3 separate regions of the Zea mays genome follow, and regions 1 and 3 are each linked to region 2. A link is a contact called in public Hi-C data. All regions are on one chromosome and are shown on one strand. The core of a region is the stretch at or near the end of the contact, and the rest is flanking DNA. Distances in the headings are between cores, read along the strand shown.

Region 1 (2,836 bases), core at 212-2,711, 470 kb before region 2:
AGAATATGAGTAATACAGTTCTCGGGCATTGTATTAAGAAAAAAACATTCTCGCACAGGTCGAGAAAACCTCATGTGCTTTGTCGTGGTACAAACGAGTGGATTTAAATTCGCACCCACGGGAACTTAAACTCAGGATCTGAGAAGTACTACTCAGACCACCTAGCCAACTCAGCTAGAAGCTCTTTCGCTGTAACTCGGAATAATTGTATATACACTGCATCTTATTTATAAACCATAGCAATTGAATTGGCTATACCTCACTAGGTTGTATTGTGTTTTAACAAAACTTAACAGATTTAATGGCATGTATATGCCATCTTTACTCACATGAGTTTAATGCACGAATGCAGATACTTTTTTGAGAAACCAAGGCATCTTGGAGAATGAAATTACACTGGCCAATGTCTCCTGTAGTATTGAAGTAGCTATACTCAGCAAGGACCATTTGCCATGCCCTTATCTTAACTTTGTCAGGAAGAGATTGGATCACCGATGTGATATTCTACTAATTCTGTTGACACGGAGAAATGGTCCAGCAAGCACATGCCATTTTTGACATTAACCACGACTAAAAATGGCAAAATAGCTATAAAAGAAAGTCTACTACCCACTGATCGATCTGGAAAACATCAGTTTTAACAGCACCATAGTAGTACTCTACTCAACAGTCTAACAAAGTCCGGAGTCCGGACACCACGAACCAGCCAAACTGAACCCATATGCAACCGTAACGACAAAGAAATTAATCGGCGACTCTTTAGTTCATGTTGCCATCTTATCTACTCGGTAATGCAAGAAAAATCGAATTCATCGACAAGGGATTCTGGTATGATGTCTGGCGTGCGAACCCCGATGAATCAAGAGCGCCACAGGGAACGGGTCGTATGAACCTTCATGACAAGAACCACTGGATAATCTGGCACCAATACAGGACGGCGTCCATCACCTCAACAGCAGGCACGGCGGAAGCCACTCCACCAAACCGCGAGGGGGTCGGAGGTCCAAGCAAGCACACTCACTCACTGTTCCATTAGCTCCCTGTTCCCCCAAGAGCCCCAACCGAACAGAAAAGCTTCGGGATCGGACCTCACCTGCAGGAAGGCCTCGTCGAGCTCACGGAAGGTGGACGCGGACGACGCCTCGTCCACCCGCACCGCCCCCGGCCCCTGCTGCGCACTCCTCATCCCGCCGCCTCCTTCTCGATCACCGAATGTCACCACGTCACGGGGTGCCCGCCGCCCGATGGCGCTCCAGCTCAGATCCTCGTGCGGCCCGCCGCGCGCGGCGTGCAAGCTCATGGCCGTGTGCCGTAGTTTGCTACTCGGCTACTCCACTTCAGCGGCGGGAGGAGGAGGATGCGTGAGCACGCGTTGCCGTTTGCGTGCGCGCGCGCCTGGGGTGGGCGGCGCGGGCTGCAGCCGTGGAGGCGAGGCAGAAGCCGCGTGTCGCGTGCTGCGCCGGAATGAGCGCGGCGCTGCCGCTGCTGCACCTGCGCGCATTTACTGGCGCGTTTTTCTCGCGGCGAACGACGAGGACATGATTGGATTTTTCCCGTTTGCGGGTGCCGAGACCGAGGGGCCAGAGGGCGGGGCGCGTAAATTCTCCGGGTCGAGCCAAGCGGCATTTGCCGTGTGCAGGTGCAGCGACGCCGACGCGGACTAGCGTGGCCGTAACGTGGGCAGTCAGCGAGCGGCACACGAGTGACTCGCGGGAGTGGGATTCAGCCATTCAGGAGCTGAACCGGACAAAAACGCAGGACGAAAGGGACCGCGCCCGAACCGTGGGCGTCCGATGCGCCATCCGGTTCGTGTGGCCGGGGGGCACTCGCGTACGGGATTTTGCGCATTTGCGCTACACAACGACGCCTTGAAAGGAGAAGACGAGTTCCTTACGAAATTATTGAGCGGTGTGTGTTTGTCTATATAGATTTAAATCATCGGCTGGCTACCACGCTCAAATCACAAAAGAGAAGCATCCCGCCACCCAGGCGATCAGGACTAGCAAGGAGTGGCTTGGGCTGCCTTGCCTTACTAGAATGGCCAAAGGCGTTCACAGGTTAAATGAGACGATCGTAAATCTAGACTGGTGCTTCTATAGGATAAATTTAGGCTGGTGACATATGGTAATACCGATTACCGAACACATGTTTTATTGGGGACAAAGCCAAATAAGTTTTTGAAGCGTTTTTTTTTCAAAAAGCATTCTTGGAGATACGGTTGGATATTTCGTCATAGTTCAAGTTGACTCGGTTTGGCTCGTTAAGCTAACAAGCCACAGAGTCGACTCGTTTATTAGCTCGAGTTGGCTCGTTTACCTCGTGAGACAGAGATTATATATATATATATATATATATATATATATATATATATATATATATATATATATATATATATATATATATATATATATATATATATATATATATATATATATATATATATATAATAATCAATTTCTAGTTAATTTTAAACTAATTTAACAATAGAAAATAATAATTATACTCATAGTTTCACAGACCACGTCAATGTAATACCAAATTAACATAATTCATCACTCATCAATTCACAATTAATATACATGTTCAACAGTTTAACCCACAGTTATATTTGCATAGACAAATTTAATGTATAGATATAGTTAATCAATTATTATGTAAATAATATGCATATAGTTCCTTTTTCTAAAATGTGGTAGCTCGTTTAATTCGTGAGCTAGCTGGTTAACGAATCGAGCTAGAATGTTAAAAGTGCTCAACTCGTGAAAAAAAACAATAGAACCAAGCCGACGGACCACGAGAATTTCGTGGGGCCCTAATTAGAGATGCACCTCAGATC
Region 2 (2,741 bases), core at 182-2,681:
CAAGAGTGTGTTTGATTGCCAAGCCTGCCACGCTCAGCAGCGGCGGCGCAAAAAATCCACGTGCGTTGTGGCGGAGTTTTGCGAAGAGAACTAGGGGTGGGCAAAAAATTATCAAACATCGTTCGAACCGTACACCATACACCGAAATTTGTGGTATATTTGATTTTTGATGTTTGGCGTGGTTTAGATTTTAGCTCTATTTGGTGTTTGGTGCGGTTTCCAATATTCGCACAGCAAAAACCGAAATTTAGCAAACCTACCTTGATGCCCAACAAACAACTCATATAAGGTCCTAAACCCTAGACTCATATCATTTTAATTTTTAAGAACTATGAGTTAGTTACTCTTATTCGACACTAGATTGTTTATGCAGTTTTATTAAGTACTTGTTGATGAACTATTAATATGTTTTTTAGGCAATTTTATGTTTGTAGTTTTAATTTGCTACTTGTTTGGTGATTGTGGTAGTACCAAAACGAAACCAGAAAAACCGAACACTAAATTGTGCGGTTTTTATTTCTAAACAAAAAGCTTGGTTTCCATTTTCCAAGCACCAAACTTTTTTTAACACCGAATAATCCGCACCGAATAACCAATAAAACCGAATGCTCAGCCCTAAAGAGAACTCAAATTCACTCGTCATAATTCGGAGACCCCATCAACGAGAAAAAAACACTTTTTATGTTCAGTTCCAGATCATAGAAAACATGTTCATTAAATTCTTTTGTCCACCGGTGCCTGACGCATTTCGTCAAGTTACAGTCATGTCCATGAAAGTTTCTCTCTCCTCTTAATTACACTTCCATGTGATGAAGCATGATAGTCTGGCTTCGGCACGATAGTACGATACACATTGGACTTATATTTTCGACGACTGAGTAATTATTGACCTTGCGCTAGGTGAGCTATTTGACTCAAACGTTGGGATGGGCTATGTCAGCCCGCTGGGCCAGTGGCACAGCCCATGTGGTCCATCTTCCGGCAAATTACGCCCACCTTCAATGTGCAGCGTTGCAACTATCAGCTGGTAGTACTACAGTTCAATAGTAGGTGCGCAACTGAGCACTGCAAGCCGATCTGCGTGATTCACGACACGCTCTCGAAAACTTCGTCCCCTGCACAACAACATGCATCTCACAGGTCCTCGCGCCTCGGCGCCGGCAGTGCGTGCGTTCAGTTCAACGCACGAGCGAGAAGCACTGCAACAAGTGGATCGCCATCCCGTCCGGCGTGCACAGCACATCAGGCGCTGCACATAGCTCTTCTATTATCTTCTATTAAAGGCCTGTTCGGTTATTTTTAATCTATATGGATTGGAGGGGATTAATACGGATTGAGAGAGGGCTTGACGCGGCCGCACCCGACAACTACCTCGACGGCTGTGATGACGCGACTTTGGCGATCCTTTGCGCAGTCCCGGCTCGGCGGATTCACCATTCCTTTTGGAGATATACTCCACCGTACGGCTTGGCGCTTCCTAGCTGGCGGCCGGAGGACAGACGAGATGGCCTGAGCAAATAGTGCGTGTACGTGACCGGGCAACAACAACACGCACGTACGTCTCGGCGTAGTTGGAGCGTGCGGCAAGAGTAGCCTCTAGCCTTCTGTAGCAAGAACCTGCCGCCGCCTTGGCTTGGCCGCTGCTGCAGGCTAGCTCACGGTCGCAGACGAGCTGCGGCTGCCGCTTGCTGCTCCTGCTTGCATCCATGCACAGGGCTCGAGAAGCCGACCGGGGACGGCATGGAGAAATGCAACTGGCAACCCAAGCAGAACACTGTGCTGCAACGGGGAAGGGCAATGCCACAGGTGCTGCACGCTGCACCTGCATGCTCGCGGCAGGGCGCTCCAACAGTGGTTCGGCGCGCGGCGTGCACGCCGGTGCCAAATAAAGGCCTTCCATCGGGTTGCCGTTGCCGTGCGTGCCACTGCCACCGTTGCCTTGTACTATCGCCGAGTTATTTCGGAGTTCAGAACTCGATCGATCGGTCCATCTATGCGGCTCTGAGGCATGCGCGTGTTGTTGACTGTGTCTGTGTGGCCTCGGACGCCGGAGCCTAGAGCGCGGCTAGCGCCGGCTGTGCGGCAGCAGGAAATATTTGGACCGCCAGCCCAACGGCTTGCAACTTTTGCATAGATCAGGTGCTGCCGCTCAGCGCTGATTCTTCCCTTCCGTTCACCTCTGTTTTTGCTCCCCACATTTAAAGGCTAAAAAGCCTAAAATTATACGTAGAAATGGTAGTAGAATTGAAAGTCTCAACATATATATATTTTCGATCCCTCTTTTGTCTAGAGAAAACCTTTGTCTACCCAAGAACTTTAGCAAGCTGGCCTCACCACCGTAGCCCGTAGGCTACCTAAGGCGTGAGTGACACTACACCAAAATAGTAAACTTCATAGAGTCTAAACCCTAAAAAATTAGGTCTAAACTATAGGAAGTTACCTAAACTCTCGGAAGTTAGCTTAACTTCCTATAGGCCTCTAGGAAGTTAGCTAACTTCCTACAGCCAAAAAGCCTCTCGGAAGTTAGTAGATTCTCAGAAGTTAGTAGCTTCACGCCGTCAGCGCCGTCAGCTGACTAACTTCCTACAAGTAACTTCCTACGGCTGACTGCAGCGTGACTAACTTCCTACGGCTTACTGTAGCCCCTAGGAAGTTAGCTGGCTAACTTCTGACTGTAGCACTGGCTAACTTCCTACGACTTAATAAGCCTTTAGGAAGTTAATTTGACCAGCATTACAAAT
Region 3 (2,799 bases), core at 191-2,690, 490 kb after region 2:
GATTACAAAGTTAACATAACAGAGAAACTTAACATGCGTCTCAGATTAAACTATTCTAGGAATCTCAATATGGTGACCATACTAGACAGGTTTTGTTACCCAATGGATTCTGACCCTACCTCTTATGCTTTCAAGATATATGCAGAGAAGCAGCTCGAACGCAATTAGTAAAGGCGCTGCAACAATCGAATGACATGGTGCCCACTGCAAGCAAAAAGAAACATATCAGGCTAACTGGATGCAAAATGAGCAATGGTAATGCAAACAGTAAAAAGGTCAGGTTTAATAGACGAGCCACTGTAAATCTCACATGACGGCCATGAGGTAATGAAGGGGCAGGCATTGAAAACCTTCCACGCGCAACAATACCATGAAAGAGCCATAGTGGAATGAATATTATCCTACATGATCAAAGTAGCATCATTAGCAATTTGTATCGGCTTTACCATTGTCAACTTATAGTATTTGTCATAAAGCAATCCATAATTCGGTATTACCTAATTCTAGCTACAAGGTTTTATCGTTGCGTTTGGCGTATCAGAACAGTGCTTAAAGGCATAAAATCTGCTGTCTATTATCCTAGCACAACACCAAGTGAGGAAATGCCGGCGGCTGGCCAGCATCAGCTCGGTTATAGATGGGGTCATTGATAAGCATCAATTGAGAACTACCAGCAGCTCTCAACATTCATCTGAGCCCCAGACATGTAGCTGAATTACACGTCGGCGGAGCAGATTATCCAGCACCAGCTACCAGCAGCCAAGAGCCAACCCTGAAACGCACGCAACACGCAAAAAAAAACGAGCATACGAATCCGCCAATTCCAAAACTACATCTGCATCGCAAGAAAGACGCTCTCCCCCGGTCCCCTCAAATCAGAACGCTGTCCAATAACTCGAAGCCCCTCCCCTCGCTGAAACAAAACTAATTAGATCGAATCGAAGCGGAGGGGGAGGGACGAAAGCCAGGTGGGAGGGGACGGGGAGGTTAGTGTTTAGAGCGCGTACCACCAGGAGTATGTGGTGCGTCCGTCGACCCTGAGCGCGAGGAGGAGAGTGAAGCAGAAGAGCGCGGCGTGCGCCGACGCCGCCTGGGCCGTCTTCCCCACCCCCGCCCACGTGTGCCCCCGCCGCCGCTGCATCTCTCCTGCTCCCTAGACCCCCGACGGGAAAGGCAAATATCCCCTTCTCCGGTGGCTCCGCTTCCTTGGACTCGAAGTTCGGCGATGGGTGGGTGACTCGGAGAAATGGGGGATAAACAGAACAAAGGGTACAAGGGTTTCTCTCTCTAGTCTAGTGATGGAGTCATGGAGTATGATAAGAGCGACGATTCCATTCTGCGTTCTCTCTGCGCTTTTTCGTAATGGAGTAGCATAACCTAGCAGTAGTATATTGCCGAGCCGCTGTTCATGGTCATGGGAGATGGAGAGGGGATGGATTGGATTGGTCGGGTCGGGTCAGAGAAGGAGAGAAGGAGAGGGATCGGGTCCCGGGGGCCAACAACGCGCGCCTGGTGTTTGAGACTGACCGCAACGCTGCCCTCTCCCCTTGCATGCGGCGCGTAGGGGGCACCCTATGGCCGCAGCGGTGCCCCCTACAGCGCCCCCTACGTGTCGGTCCCCTTCTCTCTCCCCTAGATCTAGCGTGTCACTGTTCATCACCCTAAACACTGTGCTGTGGGTCCACGAGTAATTGTTAGTAGATAAAAAATTGATAGTTGATATAGAAAATGATATTTTATAGTGGTAGTGGGGTATAGGGGGAGTATTTAGGGGGAACCGCTGCGGGAGATGAAAAAATAGGGGGGAAAATAGGGGGAAAAAGTGATATAGGGGGAAAAATTTAGGGGTAACGGTTGCGGATAGCCTGAGAAGCCGACGAGCTGGATTTTTTTTCTGCTCGGTATCAGGTCCTTTTTGGTTTAATTGAGGGACTAAGTTATTATCTACTCTGTATAGTTCTATAGACTAAAACTATTCAAAATGTATTAAATAAATCATAAAAAAACCTAAATATTCTTAGTGTTTTCTCGCCGTTAGTGTAACTGAAATAAAGGAGGTCAAAAGGTAGAATCTATATAGTTTAGTCCCTTTTAGTCATCCTTTAATGTGTTTAGTTTGAGGTTAAAGTAGAATGAAGCGGGACAGATACCGTCCTCTCGATTTTTTGGTATCACGCTGTCACTAAAAATTATTTCGGTGTTTAGCTTGCTCTCATGTGACTCTCATTCAAACACTATAAAATTGTGGTCGCTCACTTCATTCCTCCTTATACCTCCAACCAAACATACCATAAGCGACTAGATTATAAAACAATTTAGTCCATATTTTAATCTCATAATTTGATAATTTAATGACTAAATGTAACTAAAATGGATAACTAATCTTTAGTTCATCAAACTAGACGGCGCTAAGTGTAGGAGAATTTTTTTCTGCGACTTGGTGGCTCCGCCCGCGGCCCCCATCGTCCGGCCCCGTTTTGGCGGTTGCTTGCACGGCACACTCTCGGATCCTCCCGCCACGTTCCTCTCCCCGCCCCGCGTCCCACCGTCATCCCGCCCTACACCGACTCGCCGAGACGGAGGATCGCCCGCACCGCGGCGCGGGGACCGGGCCGACGACGCAGCCGGCCTGCCGAGACGCAGGTCAACAACGGATTTGGTGGGTCCGTTCCGTAGCTGCAAATGTCCCAAAATATAATTGGGAAAATATACAGGTAATAACATTGGTAAATGCGAAAGTCAAAAAAAAAACATTGGTAAATGTGTACTCCCTCCATTAATTGAGTGATATTTTAGAGT

The links. Hi-C and Micro-C count contacts between places; a contact is called where the count stands out from the background.
Region 1: a Hi-C map of tassel shows a contact between it and region 2, with 3 times the contacts expected there. The contact joins the promoter of LOC103643866 here to the enhancer-like site in region 2. A contact is called at or near these places in 3 of 25 Hi-C or Micro-C datasets (ear, leaf and tassel).
Region 3: a contact with region 2 is called in a Hi-C map of tassel, with 2.0 times the contacts expected there. The contact joins the promoter of LOC100282654 here to the enhancer-like site in region 2. A contact is called at or near these places in 2 of 25 Hi-C or Micro-C datasets (ear and tassel).

Annotation. Positions count from the first base shown.
Region 1 is chr1:271,548,808-271,551,643 of Zm-B73-REFERENCE-NAM-5.0, forward strand. LOC103643866 (protein OPAQUE10-like) reads right to left here and starts at 1,462. Exons shown (of 8, transcript NM_001358048.1): 1 at 1,094-1,462. The coding sequence starts at 1,300.
Region 2 is chr1:272,016,435-272,019,175 of Zm-B73-REFERENCE-NAM-5.0, forward strand. No RefSeq gene overlaps it. Among protein-coding and RNA genes, the nearest start is that of LOC103643872, 19 kb to the right of the region's middle. Within about 2 kb of position 1,432, at least 20 of the 20 cell types and tissues checked have an H3K27ac peak or open chromatin away from gene starts, as enhancers often do. A contact at or near this core is called in ear, leaf and tassel, where this site is marked.
Region 3 is chr1:272,502,838-272,505,636 of Zm-B73-REFERENCE-NAM-5.0, forward strand. LOC100282654 (protein binding protein) reads right to left here and starts at 1,441. Exons shown (of 14, transcript NM_001155562.2): 1 at 1,008-1,441; 2 at 311-401; 3 at 120-204. The coding sequence starts at 1,141.